Linked DNA regions of Mus musculus: regions 1 and 3 are each linked to region 2. The links are chromatin contacts, called in public HiChIP or PLAC-seq and promoter capture Hi-C maps. All regions are on one chromosome and are shown on one strand. The core of a region is the stretch at or near the end of the contact, and the rest is flanking DNA. Distances in the headings are between cores, read along the strand shown.

Region 1 (4,832 bases), core at 197-2,696, 130 kb after region 2:
GGCTGTTCTTCACTTTGGGACTTACAGAATATAAGCAGTGTGTTGGAAGTACTTGGGTGCAGTTGTTACTAATTGTAATGTCTACCTGAATAAAATGAATGCAGCCCTTCTTGGCTGTGTTTAAAAAAAGAATCATTGAGTAGTCTGCCATACCTGCTGGAATGTTCCTCCTCCATCTTCACCTGGCTCAGACCTCCACTCTTGTGGTTCTTCCGTTTTCAGTCAGGATCCCAGGTAGCCTAAGCCTGATTTGAACTGATTTCCACTTTCTCATTTGTGATTACTGGGAGTATGCCGCTGTACCTGCCTTATATTACCCCCACCTTCTTTTGTAGAATGATTTTACTTATTTTATGTCTAATAATATGCCAAATATCAGGATTTTTTTTTGAACAGGGTATGACTATGTAGCCTAGAACTCATGAACTTATAAGAATCTTCCTGTCTCAGTCTCAAGAGTCCTGGGGTTACAGGCACATATTTACATATTACCTAGTAGTTCATATATTACCTAGTAGTTCATATATTACCTAGTAGGTAGGATCTTTCCTGAGGACCTTGTTGGAAACTGCAGTCTTACCCTCATTCCCTGCGTTCTTTTTGTTTTTCTCCACTGTGCTACTGTACTTTCGGTCCATATTTTTTACTCATGTAGTTGTTTTTGTTTGTCTTCCTCCATTAGAATTAGCTCTACTTTAGTAGCAGGTTTGCTTGTTTTCTTAATTGTGCATCTCTTCTGACTTTCTAAACAACAAATGTTACAAAGTGAGTGCGCAACAACTGTTTCTTTAAAAAAAAAGCATAATCAATTCTGTTAATTGACAAACTCATCATTTACACCTTTACAATTTGCACTTATAGTTTATATCCATTTAATTACTTAATCCAAAGCCAGGACTGCTATTTCCCCTACTTCATTGATGGGGAAACAAGAACAGATGATTTGAAATTTTATAATAATCCACAAGGCTGAGGTCAACCTTTTCTGACTTGAAGTACATTCCTCTTCTGTGTCATTCACCTTCATTCTCTTTATTCTTTTCACATATTTAAGGGATATAATTTTTAGGGGTGTGTATGTGTGTGTGTCTGTCTGTCTGTGTGTCTGTGTATCTGTGTGTGTGTGGCGGATCCTGAAAGCAGATATAGAAATTGTTTTTCATTTTGCACAGTCCATATTCTACAGATGTAGTTTGTTACATTTTGAGATGACTGTGAGAAAGAGTAAATCAATGTCCAGTAAACTGGATCTTATACAAGATTGTATCTTTTAAGTGGGTAGCTTGTTTGTTAAAATGGAACCTCTTAAAGATAAGAACTGCCTCCCTCTAGGAGCCCAGCGGGCACAAGGAAATGTAAATCATGGAGTCTGGTAGGGTTTGGAGAAATGGGCAACCGTCCTGACTCCCCATAGCCTTTGTTCTTTAGGATTCATTTTAAATAGCCCTTTTTAGATGCATATGCAGTGTGGTGGGAAAGCAGGAAGCTATGTAGGAGTGCTATACTGATTGAGGAGGGCAGTTCTTAGCTTACATGGTAGATTATTACTAGGGAACTGGGATTCTTGGATGAATTGAATGCAGAATGGGAAAAATGTAACTGAAAATGTTTATTTACAGTTCTTGGCATAATTCTGTTTTCCCCCCTTTTGCCAAGCTGGTAATAGCAATGGAGGAGCTGAAGCAGTGTCGACTACAACAGAGAAATATTTCTGCCACTGTCGATAAGCTAATGCTGTGTCTTCCAGGTGAGGAACAGCTAATGGAGTGGAATTCTTGACGTAATTCCTTTAGCTGAGTTAGTTTATTTTGTTTAATGATGCATGTGTCATCTGTTTTCTCTTTCAAGTCCTAGAGATGTACAGCAAACTGAGGGACCAGATGAAAACCAAAAGGTAAGATTTTTAAATTGGTCTTTATTACCAAAATTTTCTTTTATTTACAATACTTAAAAAAGAGATTTATTTTATTATTTATTTGTGTGTGTGTGTGTGTGTGTGTGTGTGTGTACACGTCTGTGTTTTTACTACATGTGTGTGGATACCCACAGAGGCCAGAAGAGGGCATTGGATCCCCTGGAGCTGTAGTTACAGGCATTTGTGTGTTGTCTGATGTAGGTGCTGGGGTCTGAACTTGGGTCTTCTGTGAGAGCAAGTACGCTCAACCACTGTCCTCTCTAGTGTCCTCCTTGCGTGTTGAGCTGTCTCAAGTCTTTCCTTTACTCCCATAACCTCTTCAGGTTTAAGGAGTGCGGGCATGTTATTTTATTGCCTTTTTTTTTTTTTTTTCTATTTTGGAGATAAGAGATTGTCAATATGCATGGCTTGATTTTGCTGTTTTTTTTTTTTTTTTTTTTTAAAAGGTCATGTGTACAATCTGGAATTTAGTTGAGCTCTTTAGATTTTTTATGCCCGACACAGTTATCTTTGTATGGCTTTTAGTAATTCATTTTCCATTTGTTCTCACTGTTACTTGATCTTTCTCTGTGTATCTGCTTTCCTCTCAATCAGTTAGTTAACTAGATTTTAAGAGTCTTATCTTGTTTTCACTAGTGTCTTATAATCCACACCTCTATATTTCCTTGAAATGCTTGCTTCTAAGCTTACAATAATCTTTAACTAATATTGGATCTTAAAATAATTATGGCAAATCATGTATAAGCAAGATTTTTGTAGTAGTAGTTTCTATTCAAATTGAAATGCTTTATAGATTTAATTATTATAATTATTAATTGATAATTATATGAAATTATCTCACTGTACCGCATATACATATATAATTTTTCATCAATTAAAAATTTAAAACTATACCTCTGTTTTACCATCCCTCCCTTAGTGTTATTATTGTAATTACTCTTGTATCAGAATATGGCATAGTACCTATAATACAGTTTCATTTTTGATAAAAACTTTCACATAAAAATGTTTTAAAAGTAAGATTCAAAAAATTCTTCATTTATTTGTATATTTTAAGTGATTCTGACACTTTAGATCCTAATTCTTTACTATGCCTTTTTGAATTAAAATGATAGTTGTAAATTCTTTAAGAAATATGGCATTTCTGAAATAGTTTATGTAAATAATTGTTGTTATTTTCTATACTGTCACATCCACCATTTTATGTATACAGTTTAGTGTTGTCTTCAAAAGGGTGTCCTCACGGCTCCTCTGCAGAGCATGTCAGTGATCTAGAACAGAAGCCTGCTCCCCTTGTTCTTTCCCTTAGTCTGCACAGCCACCATGTCCATTTAGCCATATGTTTGCCTATTGTGACTATCATATAAATGGGGCCACACAGTTTGTGCCCCTTTATGTTTGACTTCTCCCTTTTACAGTGTTTTTAGGATTTAGCCATGCTTTGGTGTGAATCAGTACTTCACTCTTTTTGTGCGGGTGCTTCTCCACTGGGTGGATGACTACATTTTATTTTTTTCATCATTTGATGAGCAGTGGGGTCATTTTCACTTTTTAAGTATGATGAATAAAGTTATGGATGCTTGTAAATTTTTCTATGGAAAATGTACTCACTAAGTTCTCTTGGGAAGCAGTGATTTGCAGATCTGATACTTCCAGACCCACCCCTATTTTAAGGCTCTGCTAGGGCCAGCTATGATAGCTTATGCCTTTAAACCCTTAGGAAGCAGAGGAAGGTGGATCTTTGTGAGCTTGAGGCCAGTCTTATCTCTGTAGTGAGTTCCAGGCCAGCTGGGGATGCAAGGTGAGACATTCTACAACAGCAGCAGCAGCAGCAGCAGCAGCAGCAGCAGCAGCAGCAGCAGCAGCAGCAGCAGCAGCAGCAGTAGTAGCTCTGCCAGGCCAAGTAGCATCAGTTTTAGAGACTATTTAATCTGGTCTGGATGGCTCAGTGGTTCTTATGAACCGTGCTGTTTGGCTGTTTAGGGTTAGGACATTTCTCTTGTTTTTTTTTTTTTTTTTTTTCTGACCTCCCTAAGTGTTCATCTCATACCTCCTGTCACTCTGTCCTCTTCTCTTCTCTTTCCCCCCACTTCTCTCCTCCAGTGCTTCTCTCCCCATTTCCTTACCTCACATACCCCTGTCTGGTCTAGTACTCAGCAAAGACTCCAGGCAAGCCCTATGCAGGTTTCCCCTTTTTGGTCTACTATTTGATGCCTTAGGTCAGCAAATCTTTGGACTCTGAGACTTTTTGCTGACTGTGACCATGATGTAGCAATCACCTTCAGGTAGATATCCCACCTTGTTTGTTTTCTTCCTTTGGAGTTCACAGTTGTCTGCTGCCTGCTGCTCGATGGCTGAAGACAGTTGTCTAGGTATTAGACAGAACCTACTTGGTTATAAAGTGTTGCATCATGTCTGTTCCTTGTTAAGCTTTCATGGCTGGAGGCCTTCTTGAGCTGTAAATATTGTTTATACTATTGACTTTTGTGTTTTCTAACATATCTTTGTTAATAATGCTCTTCTATTACGAAAGGAACTGCGATTTTTCTGCCATGAAAGCTTATATTTCATATTTTATTGTTATAAATGAGAGGAAAATATTTATAGGTAACTCTGATTCACTTTTAGGGACCTCTTAGTAGAATTAAAAAAACATCATCTTGAAAGAGTTCTTCTTATCACAATAGCATTCAACTATTTTATTAGAAACTCTTCTAAAGCAGCTGTTCTTGAGCTGTGAGTTGCGACCCTTTTGGGGTCAAACAACCCTTGCACAAAGGTCACCTAAGACCATTGGAAAACAGATATTTACAGTGTGATTCATAACACTAGTAAAATTACACTTAAGAAGTAGCAGTGAAAATAATTTATGGTTGGGGGTGGCAGCACTAGGAAGGCTGAGAACCACTTCTAAGAG
Region 2 (4,638 bases), core at 1,078-3,577:
CCTCAGAGAAGCCAAGGCAGATGGCCCTGCACTGGGGCAAAAAGAAGGCCATGTGTATCAATTTCTAACATTAACAACCCCCCACCCCTTAATCATTGCATCTTTCTTATATATTGGAAGTAAAATCACATTGTTAAATGGGCTTTTTGTTATATTGTTTTGTTTTGATCCTCCTGAAATTACTGAAATTACAAGCAGCATCACCAAACTCTACCATTTTGTTTTATTGTTTAAAAGATGAAACTGGGGCTGGAGAGATATGGGAGTAGTTAAGAACAGCAGGCTACTCCTCAAGAGGATTGGTTTTAATTCCCACTAGCCACATAGCAGACTGTGTCTGCAGTCCCTGGGGAAGCAGAGGCCCTCTTCTGGCCACCACTTTGCATTGCACACATGTCGTGCACAGACATACATGCAGGCTAAAACCCATATACATAAAAAACAAACAAACAAACAAATAAAAAGATGTTAAAAAGATACTTAAAAAAAAAGAGATATAAGGCCTGAAGAGATGGCTCAGCGGTTAAGAGCACTGACTGCTCTTCCAGAGGTCCTGAGTTCAATTCCCAGCAACCACATGGTGGCTCATAGCCATCTGTAATGGGATCTGATACCCTCTTCTGGTATGTCTGAAGAAAGGGACAGTGTACTCACATACATTAAATAAATAAATGATTTTTTTTAAAGGAGAGATGTAAACAGGACCCTGTATGCTTACTTTGGTTTAAAAAAATTCTTCTTTTCCTGGCTTTGTCTGTATGTCTGTGTGTGCTTATTCCTTTGTCAGTGGATGAGTTGGAGGTGGAGGCCAGAGGACAATGTGTATAGTTCTTTATGCCTGTCCATCTTTCAAAAAGTTTTGCTTTTGTTTTTTGTTTTTTAATTTTGTTTTTTGTTTTTGAGACAGCGTTTCTCATTGTGTAGCCCTGCCTGGCCTGGAACTCACTCTGTAGACCAGACTGGCCTCAAGCTCGGAGTCTCCTACTGCTGTATCCAGACTGCTGGGATTAAAGGTTTCATTGCAGCCACGTGGCTCAGAAAGGGTTTCATTGTGTAGCCCTGGCTGTCTGTCCTAGAACTGGCTTTGTAAACCAGGCTGATGCAAACTTACAGAAATCCTCCTGCCTCTGCCTCTACCTCCTGTGTGCTAGGAGCACCACCATTGCCTGGTCACACTTAGTGTTTTTAATGTCGGTTCTGGGGTTCAAACTCAGCATGATGGCCTTGAACTCACTATGTCTGTTGAAGATCCTTCAACTACTTTGGAAATAAGATAACAAATCCAATAGATTAGTGGTAAGTAAGTAGTTTTAAATATACAGTTCTGCTGAAAGGGAACTTTGGCATAGAGAAAAGGCATTAATGACGTGTTGATTTGGCACAAGACAGTGTTTTTTAAAAACCTATAGAGAGACATTCCGGCTCTCTTCTCATATAGGCCTACAGGATTTGCATCGCTCTAGGTCCCCTATTTCGTTGGCCTAGGACAAAAGCCTCATTCAATTTAAAAAAAAAAAATTGGAACTTGAGAATGGCCCCTACTGATTGCTGGTTTCCCAATCTGACCAGGCTAAGTGACTAGTCCTACCACTTGAACTTTCTGAAACAAAGAGGAGCTAGCCGCTGGCCTGCCTGCCTGTAATTCCGATGGACTCTAGCTCACCTCAGACTAAAAATGGATCAAAGCAATCTCTATGTCTTTCTCTGCTGTCCTCCTCAGACATCTCCAGAGAGCTGGGATATTTTTCTTTCCCATTTGAGATTATGAAGTTGTTTCTAGAGTGCATGACGCAGGTTGAAGGATAAGTACACAGGTCCCAAGGAACCAAGCGTTTTCACTGACGGTGATGAGTCTTGTTCGTGAGATTGTTGTGATTCTCAGCCTTTCTCTTCCCCTGTGTGTGCTCTTCATTTTCTGGTTCTGTCTGCCTAGCACCTCCTGGGGAAGCTGCTGTGCTTTTCCAGAGAAGGCTTCTGTTAATCAGAGTGCAAAGGGACCACAAGCTCTACACACTTCATCCAAGGCTGTCACTGGTCTCTAACTGGTATGTCCTGTATGGATAAAGACAAACCTTAACCCTGGAGGAGGAAGCTGATCCTGGAACAGGGTGGAAATTGAGAACGCGCCTCTCAGAAAGGGGCTGAGTTTGTGGGAGTGGCGCTCAAGGGGAACCCGGAAGCGCTGGGAAGGGGATTAGGATTTCCTGCCGAGGCCCGGCTGCCTGGCTTTTTTTTCCCCCGCCCAAACACCAGTGGATTCTGGCCCGAACTTCCGCCGTCCCAAGCCAAGAATAGGCTCCGCCCCGTCCTGGTTCAGTAGCTGCGCATGAGTCTGAGTTCCAGGCATGGAGGCAGGCGGGCTGGGCTGCGCTGTGTGCGTGTTGACCGGGGCCTCCCGGGGCTTTGGTCGCGCCCTGGCCCCGCAGCTGGCCCGGTTGCTGTCTCCCGGTTCCGTGATGCTCGTAAGCGCACGCAGTGAGTCGATGCTGCGGCAACTGAAGGAGGAGCTGGGCGCTCAGCAGCCTGACCTGAAAGTGGTGCTGGCAGCCGCCGATCTGGGCACCGAGGCTGGCGTGCAGCGGTTGCTGAGCGCAGTACGCGAGCTCCCGAGGCCCGAGGGGCTGCAGCGCCTGCTGCTCATCAACAACGCAGGTGAGAGTCCCGTCCAGACCCCGGCTGCGAGCTCTTACCTCATAGGCTTTTGGGTAGGTGAAGGGCAAGTCCCTAAAAGTCCAAAGTCCAAGAGGAGGGAGGGTGTATCAGTGTCACTACGGGGCGACAGTGCCTCCTGGCGGATGTGTGAGTCAAGACTTTTTGAACAAATCACTCTGCTTTACTACAGTATTCTTTGCTTGCATTAGGGGTGTCTGCAGAGCTGGGGCAGAGAGATAGCCTATGAGGAGGAACTGTGGAAGGCTGAGGGAGAAGAGTGCCCCAGTTGTGTCATTTCTTTGGTCCCGTTTTTTTTTTTTTTCAGCCACTCTTGGGGATGTTTCCAAAGGCTTCCTCAACGTGAATGACCTAGCTGAGGTGAACAACTACTGGGCTCTGAACCTGACCTCCATGCTCTGTTTGACTTCCGGCACCTTGAATGCCTTCCAGGATAGCCCTGGCCTGAGCAAGACTGTGGTTAACATCTCATCTCTGTGTGCCCTGCAGCCCTACAAAGGCTGGGGTCTGTACTGTGCGGGGAAGGCTGCCCGAGACATGCTCTACCAGGTCCTGGCTGCTGAGGAACCGAGTGTGCGGGTGCTGAGCTATGCTCCAGGTAGGTGGGTGCTCCTGACAGTGCTGTCCCTAGACTTAGCTGGTACCTTTCTGGGGGCTAGGCAAGGAGGGGAACCTGATCTATATTCTCCATAAAGAATCCAAAGACACCTTATATGCCCCAGTATAGGGGAATGCCAGGGCCAAGAAGCAGGAGTGGGTGGGTAGGGGAGCAGGGCGGAGGGAGGGTATAGGGAACTTTCGGGATAGCATTTGAAATGTGTATAAAGAAAATATCTAATAAAAAATAAATTTAAAAAATGTGACACACACACACACACAAAGAATCCAAAGACTATCGGGCCCCTACTACCTCTGGTAATGACTCCTCACTTCGTAAGAAAAATACAGACTCCCAAGACGTTGGAGCAGTCAGGGGCCGAGGTACTCAGCCTCAGGACTTGTCCGATTAGCAGGTGGGATAAACATCCAGACACATAAAATGCATTAAGACTAAAACTGAAAAAAACAAAATGCCTTTATATGTTCAGCTGTCTGCTTTTGTCCCTCAAGGGACACATACTGTTCCTCCATGTGTGCCCGACACCCAATAAAGCTGTATGGAGGATGGACACATGGAATGTTCAAAGACAAGCAAAGAGATAGTGGTGAGTGGTGAGCACCTCAGGCTGAGCCGTGCTGGACGCTGAGTGGAATGCAGAGGGTGCTAGCATGGAGAAGACAGGGCCGCTGTTCTTATGGACATTTAGGGTACGAGGACTTCTGAGACCTTGTCTTGTCCCTCTAGCCTATTAAGATGCCACTGTGCCTTTCTTCTAAACTTGTGATTTCTGCTTAAAAGGTAGCAACATGTAATAGAATGAGCAGCTAAGGGGTGAGATCCAATTGTCTGTACCTCTTTGGACTAGGACAGGATTCTGGAGACACAGGCAAAATGGTCTGTCTAACGCTGGAGGGAGGCAGGACCAGGATCCAAGTTTGCCTCTAACTTCTTGATCTATACTATGTTTCCTCATCTCATGTAGCACCTGCCCTATGCACACATGCAAGATATTTCTTGTTCCAATATCCAGCTCACCTGCTCTGAGCTCAGCCTAGGCGCCTTCAGACAGCAGCGATCACGTGTAAACCACAGCCAGGAGGGGAGCCAGTTCCAGAAGGGCCCAGAGCTAAGTTAGCTCTCTGGAGGCTGCCTCAGTTTTCATGGAGGAACTGAGAACCTCCCCCTGAGCCTGGAGACAACAGGGCCAGCCTAGTTCTCATTTCAGTCTCTGGAAGAATCTTCTAACAGGTTACAAAGATGGAGATGTCTGTTAGGAAAGAGAGCAAGCCTCTGCCCAGTGGTGCTCAAGGAGATAAAACGGGGCAAGGCAGAACAGCTGAGAACTGAGCAGAAGCTCAAAGCCAGCC
Region 3 (4,811 bases), core at 289-2,788, 160 kb before region 2:
TAAATGGCTGCCACACCAATGAATGGCGTGTGGCCTGCAGGAGCTCTACAGTCTAGCATCTCTCTCATCTTGGACGGTCAGTCTCCACCCTCAGCAGCTATAGTCTGCTTCGATAGCCTTGGAAAACACCTTCCAGAATCTTCCAAGTTTCTGCTTTCCCAGATATGTGACTTTTTGTCTACCTTCGGGGTCTCATCATCTCCTCTCCCTTCTGGAAGGAATGCTTTTGTTTGGAGAAAGCTGCTGGACCTCAAGTCTCATGTGTTCCAGGCTGGCTTCCAAATCACTATGAAGCTGAGGATGACTTTGAACTCTTGACCCTCCTGCCTCCACCTCCAGAGTGCTGGGATTATAGGCCTGGCTTCTGTGATGCTGACGTGCAACCCAGGATTTCAGACCTGCTAAAACAGCGATCTACCAACTGAACTACCTAATTGCTTTGCATTGAGGTATCGTTAGTACTTAATACAAAGTAGGTGCTTAATAAACATTTGTTCACTAAGTGAATTCTTTTATAATAGGCTTGAAAGCAAATATCCCTATCTTCATACTACAAAAGAGATATTGGAGGCTCAGAAAGACTAAGTGAAGAATCTCCCTTCTCCTAGTGAACTAATGGGGGATTTGAAATCAAACCTGGGCTCCTCTGCGGGGCCTGACCTCTACCTAGAGAGAAGTTTCTTGCATAATGAAGCCACAGCTGCTGACACAGTACCACAGAAGCAGGCAGGACATCCCTCTTCTTTCCTGTGTCTGTAGAATTGGGGGCTCCCTGCACCCCACATAGGCTTGTATAGGTACATGGTACCTGGAGTTACCATGGCAACACAATTAATGGTGCGCTATAACGCAATAGGCTCAACTGATCAATTAGGAAGTTTTTTGTTTGTTGAATGGAGGCGTCCTTCCCGTACAGAAGGGTCCCCTTCAGGCTCTGTTTAATTACCTTCTGGAGGTTGTTTTAAATAGGCTCTGTCTTTGCTGCCTTAGGAGGTTTAAAGAAGCAGCTTGCTAGGAGACAGAGGGGAAGTGAGTGAGCCAGACTGGGGGTGGGGCTGTTGTTCTCCCTCGGGGTGCTGGGGTGTGTCCTGCCTCCTAGCCCCACGTGGGACCCCAGCCTGCCCCTCCCTTAGTCTCCGTGGAGGCAGGTTCAGCTGAGACAATGGCCACCTCTTAAATCAGTGAAATCTGTGTGTTCTAGCAGTTACCCAGATGGCTTCCCCACACTGCCCTTTGTCCCCATTCTCCAAGTGAGCCAAACAGAGTCTCAGCTCTCAGATCCATTACTAAAGCCAGTCATTCCCACCGGGTCAGGGCTGCACAGCTCCGTGTTCAGCCAGAAGTGCCCTGGATGTTGGGCTGAGGACAAAGAAGGTCAGCTCTCAACCTGGGGCTGCAGCTCAGAGTGGAGGTGCCTCTGTGTGCTTCTGTGAGGATGCCAGGGATCCTGGCCTGCACTCTCCATATGGTGGCTAGCCACTGTGGCTCAGCTGGCCTTCCATGCATGGTTGTAGGTCCCAGGGTGACTCTCGGTGACCTGCTTGCACAAGTGGCTTGTGGAACTTGAACTTTTTCACTGTGGGCAGTACTTGCTGCCTTTTCTGAACCCAACAGTTAACTCGTTGGTCCAGCAGGTCACGGGGCAACGCTCAGCCAGACACTGGAACCTCAGTGCCTCGAACCTCTTCCTTTCTGAGTTGGGCCTGGTCTGGTAGACTTGGCAGGAAGGGAGCATGGGCTCCACCTCCTTATTGTTATTTGAGACAGGATTTCTTGTAGCCCAGGATAGCCTCAAATTCACTGTGTAGCTGGGAGTGGCTTGAACATATGATCTTTTCTCCTCTAGCTCCTGAGTTTAGGATGATGTAAGCATGTGCCGCCATGCTCTACTCTGGTTAATTTTTTTGAGGCAGTTTCTCTCCCTGCAGCCCAGGCCGGGCTGGCACTTGCTGTACGGCGTAGGTTGTCCTGGGATTCATGCTTCTCCTGTCTCAGCCTCCGAAGGCTGGGGCTACAGGTGTGCTTTAACATAAAGGGAAAAAAAAGTAAGAGTCAAAGGTGCGTGGGAATTTAACCAGGACAAGGAAAGATGGTGGCTGCCCCAGGGCCAAAGGGCCAGCCCCTGTGTAACGGTCACATGGCTTCCAGTAGAGATAAAGTACCCGATGAGAAGGGGAGAAATGTGTGTTTGGCTGGCTCTGCTCTCCCTTGGTGGTGTCCTGTTAGCATCAGCAAGGCTGTGGTGCAGCCCCCGCCTGATCCTGACACAGGAAGAAACAGAAGGTACAAGGGTAGGGAATGGCTGTGCAGGTCACTTGTCGCCTGCCACAGGAGCTCAGTCACACAGACCCTTGCGCTCAGCCACCACCAGTTGCTGCCCTCTAGCTATGGGGATCTTGCTGGGACATTTCATCCTCCACACACCAAGGGGCTAATGGAGGACCTGGATGCTGTGCATTCATCCTGTTACAAACCAAAACACAAAAACAAAAACTCTTTTTTTTTTTTCTTTTTGAGACAGGTTCTCATTATTCACTATGATGCCCTAGCTGTCCTAGAACTCATTATGAACAGGCTGGCCACAAACACACAGAGATCCACCTGCCTCTACCTCCTGAGTGCTGGGATTAAAGGTGTGTGCCACTAAGCCCAGCTCATCAAACGTTTTAAGTACGCAGTGTGGTTGCCTTTATTATATTAATCAACCAGTAGATTAAACTATAGTGGTGGTTCTCCACCTGTGGATGGATACCCCTTTGGGGATCAGATGACCCTTTTACAGGGGGCACATGTCAGATATTTCCATTATAATTCAAAACAGTAATTCAAAATTATATTATTGAAGTAGCAATGAAATGATTTTATGGTTGGGGCTCACCACAACACGAGAAACTGTATTTAAGGGTTGTAGCTTAAGGAAGGTTGAGAACCACTGATCTACAGTGTGTGTCCAGGGTCTTGAGCATGCTGCGAAAGTGTTGTTGCTCTTTACAGCCAGCCCTGCCTTACACGTGCGTGTGTGTGCACACACACACACAATTATTTTTGAAATGGCAATATGTGAACAAGAAACAGTATTCTAGAAGCATAAAAATAGCAAAGTTTTTGGGAGAAGGCTCATTCAGTGAAGTGCTTGCCACGCAATCTGAGTTCGATCCCTGGCAGCCGTGTGCAAGCCGGGCATAGAGGGTGGCATGCATCTCGGTTCCCTGCGTTGGGGATGGAGAGATAAGAGCGTCCTTCCATCCCACTGGACAGCCAGTCTAGCTGAGTATGACTCAGGTAAGTCACTAAGGTATGAAGTGTTTGCACACACTGAGATTGACCCCTGGCCTCCTGTGAGCAGAAGCGTTGTTTGGGGACATAGCTCAGTTGGAATGTAACTTCTATGCAGGAAGCACTGCATAAAAAAAAATGTGATTGGCATTCAGGAGGGGGAGCCGAGAGGGTCAGGATTACAAGGCCGTCCTCGGCTCTGTGGAGAGTTTGAGAGCAGCCTGGGATACTTAAGACTCTGTCTTGCAAAGCAAAACAAAGCTTGGGGTAGGGATAGTGACTCGCAGTTAACAGTACCCCCGGCTCCTACAGAGGATCAGAGTTTGATTCTCAGCACTTATTACTGGGAAGCGCACAGTGGCTTATAACAGCAGTACCAAGGGAGCTGGCGCCCTCTTCTGGCCACTGTAGAGACCTGCACACATGTGCACAACACAAAACCCCCTGCAAATGTATACGTAGTATACCCATAAATAAAAATAAAGAAAATCTTTTTTTTTTAAGAAGGAAGGTTGAAAGAAAAAGATTAAGAAAAAAGGAAGAAATGGGAAAAGGGAGAAAGGCAGGCAATTTGGTAGCCAGCTTCCCTTCCAGGAAGTGGTAGAGCTCGTCTGTCCCCTCCCCTTTTTCTTGCAGCACCCTGTGTCTCTCTCTGAAGATACTGCAAGGATTTCAAAATTCTCTTTAGTTCCTGATTTGTCCTGCTCCCTCCAAATTCTTCCAGCCTCTGTGTGTACCCAGGCTCACTGAGAAAGAATCTTTTCCATTTAGATATTTCAAATATCAGTGTTTTAAAATAAGGTCTCAAGTATCCGAGGCTGGTGTCAAACTCCTGATCCTCCTGAGTTGCTGGGATCATAGGCCACTGCTTTCTACAGTGTTGATGTTCACTAGTCATGTGTTCTTTATTTGAAAAGTGTATGTTGGGCTGGAGAGATGGCTCAGAGGTTAAGAGCACTGACTGCTCTTCTAGCAGTCTTGAGTTCAATTCCCAGCAATCACATGGTGGCTCACAACCATCTGTAATGGGATCTGATGCACTCTTCTGGTATGTGTCCGAAGACAGCTAGAGTGTACTCATATAAATAAAAATAAATAAATCTTCAAAAATAAAGCTTGTGTTATCAAAGTGCCCACCTCTGCCTCCAGGCCTTGGGAGGTAGGGACAGGAAAATCAGGAGTTTGAGGAACATGGTATAGTACAGAAGATACTGTCTCAGAAGATACTGTCTCAGAAGATACTGTCTCAGAAGATACTGTCTCAGAAGATACTGTCTCAAAGTTCCCTTGGTTAGAGAACATGCCACCCACCAGGTACAATGATTACACATATAAAAATGTCATAATGAAGATGTGTCGGTTAAAAATTTGAATTTAGCAAAAAGAAGGGAAACAAAAAAGTGGGCTAGCGCTTCAGCCTTATTGGTGGGATGCTTGTCTAACATGCTTGCAACCCTGGTTCCATCCCACGATCCTGTGAGCTGAGCATGGTGGAACACATTAAACCGAGTACGCTGGAGGTGAGGCTCCAGGTG

Evidence for each region. Promoter capture Hi-C pulls out the DNA fragments that hold promoters and counts their contacts. HiChIP or PLAC-seq counts read pairs in DNA pulled down with a chosen protein or histone mark.
Region 1: a promoter capture Hi-C map of stem cell-derived epiblast-like cells shows a contact between it and region 2, with 3 times the contacts expected there. The contact joins the enhancer-like site here to the promoter of Spr in region 2. A contact is called at or near these places in 1 of 39 promoter capture datasets (stem cell-derived epiblast-like cells), 1 of 15 datasets of contacts at CTCF or cohesin (the NIH/3T3 cell line), 1 of 484 Hi-C or Micro-C datasets (bone marrow-derived macrophages), 9 of 115 datasets of contacts at active chromatin or transcription factors (T-cell acute lymphoblastic leukemia, embryonic stem cells, epiblast stem cells and 1 more) and 3 of 9 other capture datasets (adipose tissue, embryonic stem cells and liver).
Region 3: an H3K4me3 HiChIP or PLAC-seq map of embryonic stem cells shows a contact between it and region 2, with 4 times the contacts expected there. The contact joins the enhancer-like site here to the promoter of Spr in region 2. A contact is called at or near these places in 7 of 39 promoter capture datasets (the 3T3-L1 cell line, cranial neural crest, embryonic stem cells and 3 more), 1 of 15 datasets of contacts at CTCF or cohesin (embryonic stem cells), 1 of 484 Hi-C or Micro-C datasets (embryonic stem cells), 6 of 115 datasets of contacts at active chromatin or transcription factors (embryonic stem cells, pancreatic cancer cells and stem cell-derived neural progenitor cells) and 2 of 9 other capture datasets (adipose tissue and embryonic stem cells).

What each region holds. Positions count from the first base shown.
Region 1 is chr6:85,000,110-85,004,941 of GRCm38.p6, reverse strand. It overlaps Exoc6b (exocyst complex component 6B), which reads left to right. Exons shown (of 22, transcript NM_177077.2): 4 at 1,657-1,747; 5 at 1,849-1,894. Among named protein-coding and RNA genes, the nearest start is that of Exoc6b, 67 kb to the left of the region's middle. Within about 2 kb of position 1,446, at least 2 of the 459 cell types and tissues checked have an H3K27ac peak or open chromatin away from gene starts, as enhancers often do. A contact at or near this core is called in stem cell-derived epiblast-like cells, where this site is marked.
Region 2 is chr6:85,135,453-85,140,090 of GRCm38.p6, reverse strand. Spr (sepiapterin reductase) reads left to right here and starts at 2,327. Exons shown (of 3, transcript NM_011467.2): 1 at 2,327-2,652; 2 at 2,978-3,268. The coding sequence starts at 2,346. It overlaps Gm10444 (a long non-coding RNA gene), which reads right to left and starts at 2,157. Exons shown (of 3, transcript XR_001785286.2): 1 at 1,664-2,157; 2 at 1-31.
Region 3 is chr6:85,290,173-85,294,983 of GRCm38.p6, reverse strand. All of the region lies in intron 3 of Sfxn5 (sideroflexin 5), which reads left to right. Among named protein-coding and RNA genes, the nearest start is that of Sfxn5, 41 kb to the left of the region's middle. Within about 2 kb of position 1,538, at least 58 of the 459 cell types and tissues checked have an H3K27ac peak or open chromatin away from gene starts, as enhancers often do. A contact at or near this core is called in adipose tissue and embryonic stem cells, where this site is marked.